3 separate regions of the Mus musculus genome follow, and regions 1 and 2 are each linked to region 3. A link is a contact called in public Hi-C and HiChIP or PLAC-seq data. All regions are on one chromosome and are shown on one strand. The core of a region is the stretch at or near the end of the contact, and the rest is flanking DNA. Distances in the headings are between cores, read along the strand shown.

The links. A called contact is a pair of places that touch in the nucleus more often than the background predicts. HiChIP or PLAC-seq counts read pairs in DNA pulled down with a chosen protein or histone mark.
Region 1: a contact with region 3 is called in a Hi-C map of cerebellum, with 2.2 times the contacts expected there. The contact joins two enhancer-like sites. A contact is called at or near these places in 5 of 484 Hi-C or Micro-C datasets (the N1E-115 cell line, cerebellar granule neurons, cerebellum and 2 more) and 5 of 115 datasets of contacts at active chromatin or transcription factors (craniofacial prominence, differentiating embryonic stem cells, embryonic forebrain and 2 more).
Region 2: an H3K4me3 HiChIP or PLAC-seq map of embryonic forebrain shows a contact between it and region 3, with 5 times the contacts expected there. The contact joins two enhancer-like sites. A contact is called at or near these places in 2 of 484 Hi-C or Micro-C datasets (cerebellum and embryonic cerebral cortex) and 4 of 115 datasets of contacts at active chromatin or transcription factors (astrocytes, embryonic forebrain, embryonic hindbrain and 1 more).

Annotation. Positions count from the first base shown.
Region 1 is chr12:26,732,366-26,736,379 of GRCm38.p6, forward strand. No RefSeq gene overlaps it. Among named protein-coding and RNA genes, the nearest start is that of 4933409F18Rik, 100 kb to the right of the region's middle. Within about 2 kb of position 2,071, at least 8 of the 459 cell types and tissues checked have an H3K27ac peak or open chromatin away from gene starts, as enhancers often do. A contact at or near this core is called in cerebellum, where this site is marked.
Region 2 is chr12:26,630,297-26,634,310 of GRCm38.p6, forward strand. No RefSeq gene overlaps it. Among named protein-coding and RNA genes, the nearest start is that of 1700020D12Rik, 19 kb to the left of the region's middle. Within about 2 kb of position 1,730, at least 51 of the 459 cell types and tissues checked have an H3K27ac peak or open chromatin away from gene starts, as enhancers often do. A contact at or near this core is called in cerebellum, embryonic cerebral cortex and embryonic forebrain, where this site is marked.
Region 3 is chr12:27,059,954-27,063,629 of GRCm38.p6, forward strand. It overlaps Gm30515 (a long non-coding RNA gene), which reads right to left. Exons shown (of 7, transcript XR_001780580.2): 3 at 1-3,666. Among named protein-coding and RNA genes, the nearest start is that of Gm30515, 22 kb to the right of the region's middle. RefSeq lists an enhancer at 121-3,146. Within about 2 kb of position 2,413, at least 109 of the 459 cell types and tissues checked have an H3K27ac peak or open chromatin away from gene starts, as enhancers often do. A contact at or near this core is called in cerebellum, embryonic cerebral cortex and embryonic forebrain, where this site is marked.

The sequences.
Region 1 (4,014 bases), core at 821-3,320, 330 kb before region 3:
CATCTAATAGTGAATTAAGATTTTGCTGGGTATAGTAGTCTGGGCTGACATCTATGATTTCTTAGGGTCTGCCAGACACCTGCCCAGGCCCTTCTGGCTTTTAGAATCTCTGTTGAGAAATCAAATATAATTATGATAGTTCTGCCTTTATATGGTGCTTGCCCTCTATCCCTGCAGCTTTTAATAGTCTTTCTTTGTTCTGTACATTTAGCACTTTATTATGTGGCAGGAGGATTTTCTTTTTTGGTCCAATCTATTTGGTATTCTGGAAGTTTCATGTACATTTATAGGCATCTCTTTCTTTAGGTTTGGAAAATTTTCTTCTATGATTTTGTTGAAAATGTTTTCTGGTCCTTGGATCTGAGACTCATCTTCTTCTATTCTTATTATTCTTAGGTTAGGTATTTTCATAGTATCCCAGATTTCCTGGATGTTTTGTGTCAGGCATTTTTTAGATTTAACATTTTCTTTGCCTGATGTATCAATTTCTTCTATCATATCTTCTATGACTGATATTCTCCCTTCCTACCCTGTATTCTGTTGGTGATGCTTGCATCTGTTGTTCCTGTTCTCTGTCATAGGTTTTTCATCTCCAGGATTTCCTTAGATTGTCTTTTCTTTATTGTTTCTATTTCCATTTTCAGGTCTTGAACATTTTTATTCATATCCTTCACCTATTTGGTTGTACTTTCCTATATTTCCTTACATTTCTTTCTTTCCTCTTTGAAGACCACTAGCTGCTTGATTGTATTTTTCTATATTTCTTTAAAGGATTTACTAGTGTCTCTTTAAAAGCTTCTGTCATCTTCAGAAGATTAAATTTTAGGTCATTTTCTTTTGCTTCAGGTGTGTTAGGATATCCAGGGCTTGCTGTATTAGAATGGGTTCTAGTGCTCCAATATTGCCGTGGCTTTTATTGATTGTGTCCTTATACTGGCCTTTAGCTCTGTGGCTGTCCTTGGTGTTGGCAGGCCTGGTGGTCCCTGGCTGCAAGAGGTATCTGGGGATGCAGGCAGACCTTATAGTCCCTGATGGCAGGATTGCATGTAGAACTGACTGTCTTGGCTGGCAGCAGGCTTCCAGGGCTGCAGGCAGAACTAGTAGTCCCTAATGGCCTCAGGCTTCTTGTTGTCCCAGGTGGCAGCAGGCCTTCAGGGCTACCAGACAAGCTGTGGCCTAGGGAATGAGTTGCAGAAGGGTCAGGGCAGAGCTCTGTAAATGTTTGTTTGTAGATACTCTTTATATATTCTTGATACAAGTTTTTAATGTGTAGAACAGATACATAGTTTTCAGTCATTCAAATAGCATGTTGTTGACAAAACAACTCATAGCATGTAGCTAAGCATATAAAATACTTCATTTAGGAAACTAACATTTCTGGGACAAATTAACTATATGCCTAAAGTATAGGTCTCTTTATATTCTTAGCTACTTTTTTTTTAATCAGGCTCAAGGCCATCTGTTAGTGGAGGACCAGATCACTATTTAGATAATCAGACCAGAATCATTGAGTGCTCTGGCAAGCATCCTGCCTGTAGCAGCAGTCAGAACACCTGAACAAAGGTTATAAGAGGATTGAATGGGTTGCACTGAACCACAAGGGGGAGGTGTCTGACTTTAACTGAGACAGATGAAATTTACTCTGCTGACCCCCGAGTGAATGAGAAATTAAAGGCACAGCACACCCACCTGACTACTGGTCCTGGTGAACATTTAATTTTTTTTCCTTCACCAGAGTCTGAGGCACTAATTCAATGAAATAATTTAACATACCAAGATGATTGAAAGACAGGTTTTGAAATGTAAGCCATGTCATCTGCTGCCTTTATCTTGACACCTGCCAATCCAAAGGACACCCAAGGTGGACAGGACAGAGCATGCTAGTGGAAATATCCACTTAATGCCTTTTAAACTGTTGTTTAATTTTTCTCCTGACACCTGGAGAAATGCAAAGAACATGTCTTATGGAGTCTAAAGTGCAGAATTATTAATCAGTGCTTGCACCCAGCAGACACTGGGCTCCTCTGGTGGTTCGAGGTCTCAGAATTGCAGCAATGAAAAATGGTGCTGATGGGGGAGGGCATGTGACTCTTGTCTGTTTGAGTTTATCACAGCCTTCTGTTTACTCTTCATTACCTCAGAGCAAAGGCAAAATTGCTTTGAAGGGTGAGGCAGTTGTTCCATCGTCCGCTGTTCTCTTAATTGCCAATCCCATTAATCAGAATCGGGGATCAGGCTTGGCTACGTGCTCACTGGGGATAGAGCAGGTTTGGGTCCACAGAGTTTAGTGTGCTAATGACAACTGCCTCTTGTCATATGTTAGTCAAGAGTGACTCCCCCTAATCTGTAAACCATGTGACAACCTGAGCATATGGTGGCAGCTGAGAAGACAGAATGCTGTGTCCCACGGACAGGGGCTAGGGACTTGGGCTGGAGTTTCACAGGAACAGAGGGCAAGAACACAGGAGGGTAGGAGCCTGAGAGAGCTGATCAAGGCAGGCTCTCACATTCTGGTCACAAATAACAAGGTACACATGTCCCTTCAGAGACGCTCTTGAATCAAGTGGCCACACAAGCCCTGTGTCCTTTTTGTCTCATGTTACATACTGTTAAGAGTCCCACACCAGGTTTTGAAGAAAGGTGTATAATAAATAATTAAAGGTTAAAATGGCTTTCTGATTCGGCCAATGCTCTCCTGGGGGGGTGAAGGGGGGCTGTGATGTAAGCCAATGATCAGTTCCAGAATGTTCTTGGCTGGGACTGCAATATAACTTCCTTTTCCTAACTACCTAAAGCTTTGGAGCTTGGGTATCGTCACTGTGGATAAGTCTCTCTGGGAGACTCCATGGTTTGGGGAGGATCATTTATTATACTAAGGCAGAAAGCAAATAGAGGACAGGGCATAGGCCTTTTGGTATTCCATGCTTCCCTCGATATTTTTGACACCCCACTTCTGAAGCAAAGACCTGCTTCATGCTACCTTTTAAGATAAAACCACAGCAAGTAACTGTGTGCTGGTAAGTGTGGGGTTGGAGAGCCCTGAATCCCATGGGTTCCTATAGATGCAGGGAAGTGTTTAAGTGGTACAGACACTGTGGAGGCCCTGACAGGGTGCTGATGCTTTGTTTGTGTTGGATGACCTGGAGAGCTGGCTGCTGGTCTTTGAGTAATCGCTCCTGTCAACTTGTTAAACAGGAAAAAACAAATGCACTAGAGAAGAACCATGACCCTTTCAGGTAAGGCCTCTATGGGGGCCACATTCCCCTGGTGGCCTTGGGGTAAAGAGGTGATAAGGATTGCCCTCACCTGGGGCATGAGAAACCCTTTCTTAGGCAGAACAGGGATAGAGGGATTGAACTAATGACCCAAGAGCCTAGTACAAGCCTTGCTTTAGTCTCCAAGTACTCATATTTCTGTCCACCCATGTTTCTACCCCCACAAAACAATTTCTTCCCCATGTGACTAGTGCAGTCCTTTGAGCCATAAAAGTCTCCAAAGGTTGGAGGTATGGGAAACTGCTGAGGAGCTGGGAGCAAGGCTTGGTCAGATAATGAACTTCTCAGAACTCAGGGAGCTCGCTGGCACATTTTGGGACCTCACAGCCTAACTGAAACTTGTCTTTGCAATTGTCTTTGCGTTCTCTTCGAGTTTTTTGTTTCCTTTCTTCATTTTGCTTGTTTCACTGCCTTGCAAATTTTTCTTTTATCACATATTCGTTCTTTTCATCTTTCCTTCCCAAGTTCAAGTCTCTTTGTACTCTTTGTAGCTATAGGTTGTTCTATATGTTTTCTGGTCACAGTGGGTCTGGAGGCCTGGTTTCTTTTTTTGACACTTCTGGGAGACTAGAAGAAAAGTTCTTTAAGGAAATTCCTTGCTCATTTTAATTCAGAAAGAACCTCCTTTACATTTTATGTTATCCTCAGAGTGACCGGAAGTAAGATGGGGGGGGGTTGTTTTTTTTTGTTTTTTGGTTTTTTTGTTTTGTTTTTTTAAGGTTTTCGAGAATATTTCAGT
Region 2 (4,014 bases), core at 480-2,979, 430 kb before region 3:
TGTGCATAAATGGTGCTTCACTGCTTAGGAGAATATTTAATTAATCTAATTACCCCATTTCCAATTTCTGGGAGGAAGGTTTCCTTGTACTTTAACCAAACACTTATTCATATGGCCATCAGTTCTAATAACAGAATGCCCTGAGAAACCTGCGCAATTTTTGGCAAAACCACTTATTCCATTCATCTCTGGTATTCTTTTCAAGGTACCATGAGCAGAAACCTAGGCTTGGATACTAGAAGGAGAGTGAAGGGTGAGGTGTGTGGCTGATTGGTGTGGTCTTTGCTAGTTTTTTTTTTTTTTTTATTAAAAAAGAAAAACGATTTTTAGGAACCTACAAAAATGAAAACATAGAAATAACTTGAAATTTATCCTAATGCTTTTTAAGTAGAAGATGCTAAAATTTAAACCGATTGCATTTGCTGACATGAATTCACCCACCAAGATCAGTTTACCATTAAGCTTACTGGAGATCTTCAGGGCTCTGAAAGAATCTTTAGATGGCGTCTATGCACTGGAACTCTGTTCCGGAGCTTGCTTCTCGTGAGTGGTTTCTCTATACTTTTCTTCCCTTGTTGCTTTAATTTATTACATGGAATAGGCAATGCCTAGGAAGATCTGACTGCACCCAAGGCCACAAGGGCTGCTTTGGTGTAGTTCAGACTTTGCAGAATCAATTTCACTGCTTCCTTTCTGTCTCTCTCTCTCTTAAATTATCTATCCATCCATCACACTTACGCCTCTGTATAAAAGGAGATTTTTTTTTAATCAAGCGGGTACTTTTCTTGATATGACCAAAGAAGTCACCCATGCTGTATGTTTATTCCCACCCCCACACCAAGCCTACACAGCTCATGGAGCTTTGTGGCCTCCAAAATTGGTTGCTTAATAGCTTAGCAATTTTCATGAATAGCTTCCATGGAAAAACTCTGGAAAAGGTCAAAAAAATTTTCCCCATTAACACTTCAAAAAAAACCAATTAATTGACTCATAGTGCCTGAGGGAAGAGCATCCCTATCCCAATTATAACAAGCTCTGTTTTGAATAGAAATTTAAATTCTTTCTAGGGAAACTTGAAGGTGAGATAGCTTTCTTACAGATTCTAGGTTTCTTTCATGTGGCTAAAAATAGAAGGGGCCCAGGGAAAGTCACATCACATGTGCAATCCAGAGCCTGCTGGTTCAGGACCACTGAAAACTAACCAGGGACTAGAGAAAAAAGGGGGTAGTAAAAAAAAGTAGGATAGTGAGTGTGTGTGTGTGTGTGTGTGTGTGTGTGTGTGTGTGTGTCAGGGGAGCAGACCACCATCTGCTACCCAAGCCACTACCAGTACCTAACATACTCTGCCCTGTTCCCTGGTAAACCGATAACCATGACATATGGATTTTAGGCCTCCTGACAAACATTGCGACCAGAAGCGGAGGAGCCTCCTGCATGAATTGTACACTCTCCTATGAGCAAGAGTGACAGAGCCGCTCATTTGTGGCTTTGTCTGCTTTTGTGCACCCAGTAAATAGAATCTCACTCAGGACACTAGCAGTGACCAATCCGTCTAATAAGGATCCTTACTAAGACTGGGTAGGGGAGCCTAGCATTTTGTTTTTCCTCTCATTTTTATGTAGGAAATCATAGGAAAACCATGAGGCAGGCAGCCCCCCTTCCATGCTGTGCTTTTGTGTTCAAAGATTGGTTGAGGCTGCCTTGCCAGTGAGATGAACACACTGTGTGGGGGTGGAGCTGGATGCTGCCTCTTAACCCCATGCATGCTGGAGGATTTTGTTACAGGGCAGACCTGGCTTTGCCAGTCTGAGAATAGGATTAATAAAATTTCTGTTACCCAAAGCAATATTGGGTTGTTCCCACATTGATCCTTAAAACTCTAATGGAAACAGCAACAAAATAATTGGGGATAAAATATAGATTTCTAGCCCCATTCAAAACTGTTAATTGTGGTGGTTAATAGAGTTATCAATTCGTTTTAGTGGTGTGTGCTGACCTCTCTTTGCTAAAGGTAGACATGGTTGCCTTGGGCTCCCAACAAACTGCCATAGAATGTAACTTTGATTTTCCCCAATTAACCCACAGGTAAACACTCTGGATACCTATTTCCAATCTCCCCTTTCTGTGAATGTTTGCATGTACTATGTCACATCTGTGCAATCTGTGTTCTTGCTTCCCTACATAATGATGTTGGGAGTTCTGTGGTAGAGGGTGACATACCAGTGCCCTATTGTGATAGCCAGCTGTTTCTCTAGGCTTGGGCATTTATGCATCTGTAAAGGGTTTGTCTTGTAAGTGAAAGAGCCTTTTGGCTAACTTTTGTGTCTACAAGTAATTATTCCCCTAGGTCTGGTGGCCAGAAGCTTCCCAGGTGCTGAAAATCCTAGAGGTTCATGATACATATGCCAAATAATTATGGGAAATCACAATGGGCTTTGAATGGAGGATAATGTAGGCAGTCCTTGCCTGGATCAAACCAAACCTCAGGTGACAGCTGCACATTCAAGAATATGGCCTTTTCGGGCTGGAGAGATGGCTCAGTGGTTAAGAGCACCGACTGTTCTTCAGAAGGTCCTGAGTTCAAATCCCAGCAACCACATGGTGGCTCACAACCATCCTGAGTGAGATCTGACTTCCTCTTCTGGAGTGTCTGAAGACAGCTACGATGTACTTACATAAAATAAATAAATAAATCTTTAAGAATATGGCCTTTGTTGTCTGTGCAACAGACTCAGGGTACATGAAATACCTTCTGTTAATCCCCCAAAGCATTGCTGTTTGACTGGCTATCATTTTCAGGCAAGTGTTCTGCTAGCAGTCTGAGTATGCTGAGTAATATTGCATGTTCAAGTAGTACAAGTACTTTCAAAAGTTTTGTGCCCTTTAAGATGAGTAGTAAACATGTTTTCTTTATTCTCCAAAAGGATGCAGTGGCTTAGTTGTCCCTCCTCATCTCCAAGATAGTCTAAGACTTGAGTGAATGCCTGGGAATATAGATCCCACTGCAGTACATATTGCATGATGCTTTCCCAAGGGCAGCAATGGATCGATGACAACTGACAATAAGGACAATTACAGGAACATGCAATAATGAAAGATATATTAACATTTTCTTTCTTAAAATATCTATCGTATGGAGTGTGATACCCACCCATATTGGGGCTTAGAGAACAGCTCTGGAGAGGTTCCAGGTTCCTGTGTCCCAGATCAAACAATTGGATAGAGACATATGTTAGCAAGAAAGTGAGTTTATTAAAGATCTATTTTCAAGGAAGGAAGAAGGCTGGAGCAGGCTCAGTAGTTCCAAATAAATACAGATGAGCTTTGATGTCATACAGTGAGTGCTTCGTGGCTTATGGGCTTAGTATTCTGGCTGGTTTGTATAACATGGATTTCCGCATAAAGACTCTATCTGCTGAGCCTCGTTCTACATTCAACTGCATATATTATTAGTGTCTTGAGTCTGTACCTAGGGGTATTTTAGTGTTCTTATGGTCACACACCATCTGCAGACACTATGAAATGCCCAATGCCTCTACCAGTGTCACAAGCAGATTTTAGTTGGCTTCCTCTGGCAATTTTCTCTTGGCCAACTTGGTTTTTACATAGCCAGATCTATAAAGTTTTGTGAAAGCTCTTCTGGAATTCACCTTCTGCCCCATTCTCCTGCCTCTCCTGTAGTCCCTTCCTGAGTTGATGAGACAATGCTTATATACAGAAATATGGTGATTGTCATCAGCATAGAGGTACAGCAATAGCCTTCTCTGACCCTCTGATGATTTATCAGGAGGATCACTGTTGAAAGCCAGACTCTGGAAAGATGGAACTCTGGACCTAGAATGTTTGGCTTGTGCTCTGATTTCTCCTAAGTGTGTGCATTCATCTTTAAGAGTTTGACATTTAGTACACAAACCTCACAAATCCATGTTCCTCTGAGTGGTTAATGTATCATCTAGAAAAACAGCAACAGAGAAATCTTGAAATAGACCATGGAGGATGCTGCTGGCTCACTCT
Region 3 (3,676 bases), core at 1,163-3,662:
GATATTTAATTTTGATGGAGGACAGGCTACATCCTTCCATTTCCAAATCATGTTTAAAACTTAAATGAAATGGAGGGCCCTGGCCTTTGTGCCCTGGAACGGGGCTCAGGGTGAGCAGCGCCTCTAGAGGGAGAGCTGGTACTGCAGGTGTTTCTCAGTTAAGTTCCAGACGTGACCTTCAAACACCCCCTCAATGAAACATCTCTTCTTCCTTTATTAAATGCACTAATTAAATTATATACTCCTCATTTAAAATGTGCTTTCTTTAGTACTCAAAATCTCCACATGTCACGTTTCTCAGGGGAGGAAATGCTAGGTGGCATTTGCTACAATGAGCCCTTATGAGGAATACACGTCCCCAGCCTCTGCATTGGAAGGGAATGCTGGAGCAAGCTCGTCTGGCAGACCCCATACCCCAGCACACCAGGAAAATGCTTTCTCTTTTTTGACAGTTTCACAGGCGCAAGGAAACCTTGGTCTCTTAGGCCTACTGGATTCAGGCTGTGCGTAAATTGGATTTTCTGTGTGGTATTATTCAGAAAAAAAAAAAACAAACAAAAAACTAAAACACAAAAGCTAGTCAACCTACTTGCAGAAAAAAATTCAGAACACCCGGGCTCTTCCCAACCTGCAGATCCTTTCCCTGTCTGTGTGTGTAGTTTTACTGTCCGGCATGACATCTAAACAGAATCTCTCTCAGAAATCACAGAGCAGACTTCTCTGGAAGCCAAGAGGGGCCCGGAGGGAGGGGCAATATGGAAAATAGAGTCCCGTGTTTGCTTTCTTTTCTTTGCCTTCCCCGGACCCGATCCCCACTTTTTTAAAGAAATCCACCTGTTCTGCTTCAGTTTCAAATCATTTTAAGTCCAAGAGGGCTTCTCTTCCTTGCACACCCTGGATATTTCAAAGCGAGCCCATCTTCACTGCAGGAGAGAGTTTATTCAGGTGTTATGAATCAGACAAGGGCTCAGGGATGCAAACTGGGGCTGAGACAGGGCCCCCGCGAGTCTGGTCCCCTCCCCGATAAAAGAAACATAACAAACCCCTAGAAAACAGTCCTCCAGTAATCTCCCTGCCTGCGCCAGGAATAGGGGTGACGGAAAACTGCCCTCTCATTATAGTCCTGGTCTCAAGGTTAGAATTAGACCCTTAGGGTAAGGAGCTGTCAATTAGAGATAACTCCAGCCTGCTGTCTGCAGCCGGGCTTATCTCCTAGCAACTCTCCTCATTCAGGCCACAGCCCTTGGCTCTGCCTGCAGCTCAAGAGCCATCTTGAAGACAACAAAATAACCTCCTCATTTTGAGCAGATGCATAAAGAATTCTTCTCTGGGTCCTTGATGGAGTCTCGTCCTTGATGAAGCCCGGGTGACATTCGACTAGCAACGGGGCTGGGGAGATCTGCAAAGAATTATGATTGGGCTCCCGTCCAGCTGCAGATGTTTCCATGGGAAGAGCACATGGAAGGGTCTGGCCAAGCAATCAGAGCATCTAAATTCAATCTGAGACTGGGTGCCTCCTTCTTCCAGATCAGAGCCTGGCATGTTTATGCAGGAGCCAGCATAGTCTTTCTCCTGCCTACTTTCTGCTTAGGAAGAATTTGCCCGCAGTTGGGAGTGCAGTGGCTCTGGTTGCCACGGGAACTCGGCCTCTCCTTTATTCACCATGGCAGGGCATATAGAGAGAGCCAACAAGCATAAATCGTATTAAGCGATGCACGGGGTTATCCACCATGGATGTAGGCAACATCACAGAATTTACTACTGGACCCTATACTTGGTGTGCAGAGAAAATGCAGGCTACAAATTCCTTGGAGCTGTCTACTCATTAGAGCTAGGAATCGTGCTGTTGACTTTTCTAATCGCAAGCAGAGTTAAGGGTGGCAAAATGCTGGAAGACTCTTAGGGGCTGGGGGAGAGGCAAGCCTTTGATTTTTTCACTGGAGTGGAAAATGATAACAAAGGGATATCTAAGAAATGTTGTAAAAAAAAAAAAAAAGATGAGAAATACCCAGTGTGCTGTGGGTGTAAATTAGATAGATGGTGTTCTTAGAATTGAAGATTTGACTTAACAAAACTCTCCTGGAGGACAACATCAAGGAGGTACACAGACAAGGAGCAGGGGCCATTTTTTTACCGAAGCGGTTCTCCTTTTGCCCCTCCCCCACTGCTCCCCACTCGGTGTTACGCGCGGCTCTGCAGCACTGGCTCTCCTATCCAGCCTTCCAATCTCCCCTCCTCTTCATCAATGGAGAGACTATCTGTTTTGTTCGGCTGCTTTTATGTTTGTGAAGAACCCAGCACAATTTTTTATCAAGCTAGTTGGGTCAGAGGAAAGAGCTGTGTACAGGGGCAGAGGAGACAGAAGGAGAACGCCAGGCAGCTGCCATGCCGGCTGCTAGGCACTGTGGACACAGAGCTTGGTTTAGCTTTGCCGTGGCTTTCCTCCTGCCCTCCCTCACACTCAGTGCAGGGCTCATTAAGCTCCCCTGCTAGGTTTCCTATTAGGGCTTGTCAATATCCCAAGCTGCAGCATAGCTTCTGAAACAGGGGAGAGAAGGCTTGGGCAACTTTGAATAAATCTTTTCTGTGCTTGTCTGAGTGGGACATACACACAATTTTGTTTCAAAATGGAGACTCTAGATTTTAATTTTAAAAAGCAGACGGATACATCACAGGATATTCAGCATCTTAAAATTAAACGACATGCAGCTTGCAGAAATTAATATTTTCAGGTTGCTGAAGAAGAAACTGGGAAACTGAGCTCTGTTATGTTCTGAATTGTTCTCACTAAGCAAATACACCTTAGGAGCTTTCTTTGATGTTATTTTCTTATGCAATCCAATCAGTTGTGAATATGCACAGTGCCCTGCATCTTTTAAAATAACATTTCTAATGGGCCATTCTTTACAGGGTAGAGGCTACCCCTGCACATAGAGCATGCTGGTTGGCATTACATTTGAATATAGTAACGAAAAAATGACTTATAAAAAGAAGAAATATCTCTAGCAATCAAAGTTTACTTTATTAAACAGCAGATTGGCAATGTCTCCAGGATTCTTATGTGGACTGCCATTGCTGGTTGCCTAGGAGATGAGGGAACTTAACTGCTTCACTGCCACTGGACTGCATGGATTCTTGCAGCGTGGTCTAGAAGCTCACAGAACAGTCCCCGGCTCGGGAACATGCACCCACAGGCAGCACTTGCAAAGGCTTTTGGCCAATAAAAAGATTCCAAGATAGGGTTGCATCTTAAAAAAATTGACTTTTTCTTCTGTTTCTGAATATTTTCATTGCTGAGTTTTATTTGATTTTTGTATATATGAAATGGAGCTATGCTAATTACCTTCAGTGTTTGGTTATTCTTCCCTATGGAGTGATTTTTGAAGAACTATGGGTGTCCTTATTTACTCCAAATCTGGGTTTAAGAAAAGCAGGGATTGATTTTGTGTGTGTGTCATATTTCTGGGTTTTTTTTTTAAATGATGCTTTGAAATAATGTGAATTATTATCATATGTGCCATAGGATTGTCCTCCAGCACCATCCTATCTGGCGTAGGGAAAACTGCATTTCAGCCAAGCATGGATCTTGGGGGAGAGGAGGCCAGCCCTGGTCCTGTGGGCTGAGTGACCTTGGTAAATCACACATTCCTGGGCCTAGGTTTCTGCCTGTGGGGGA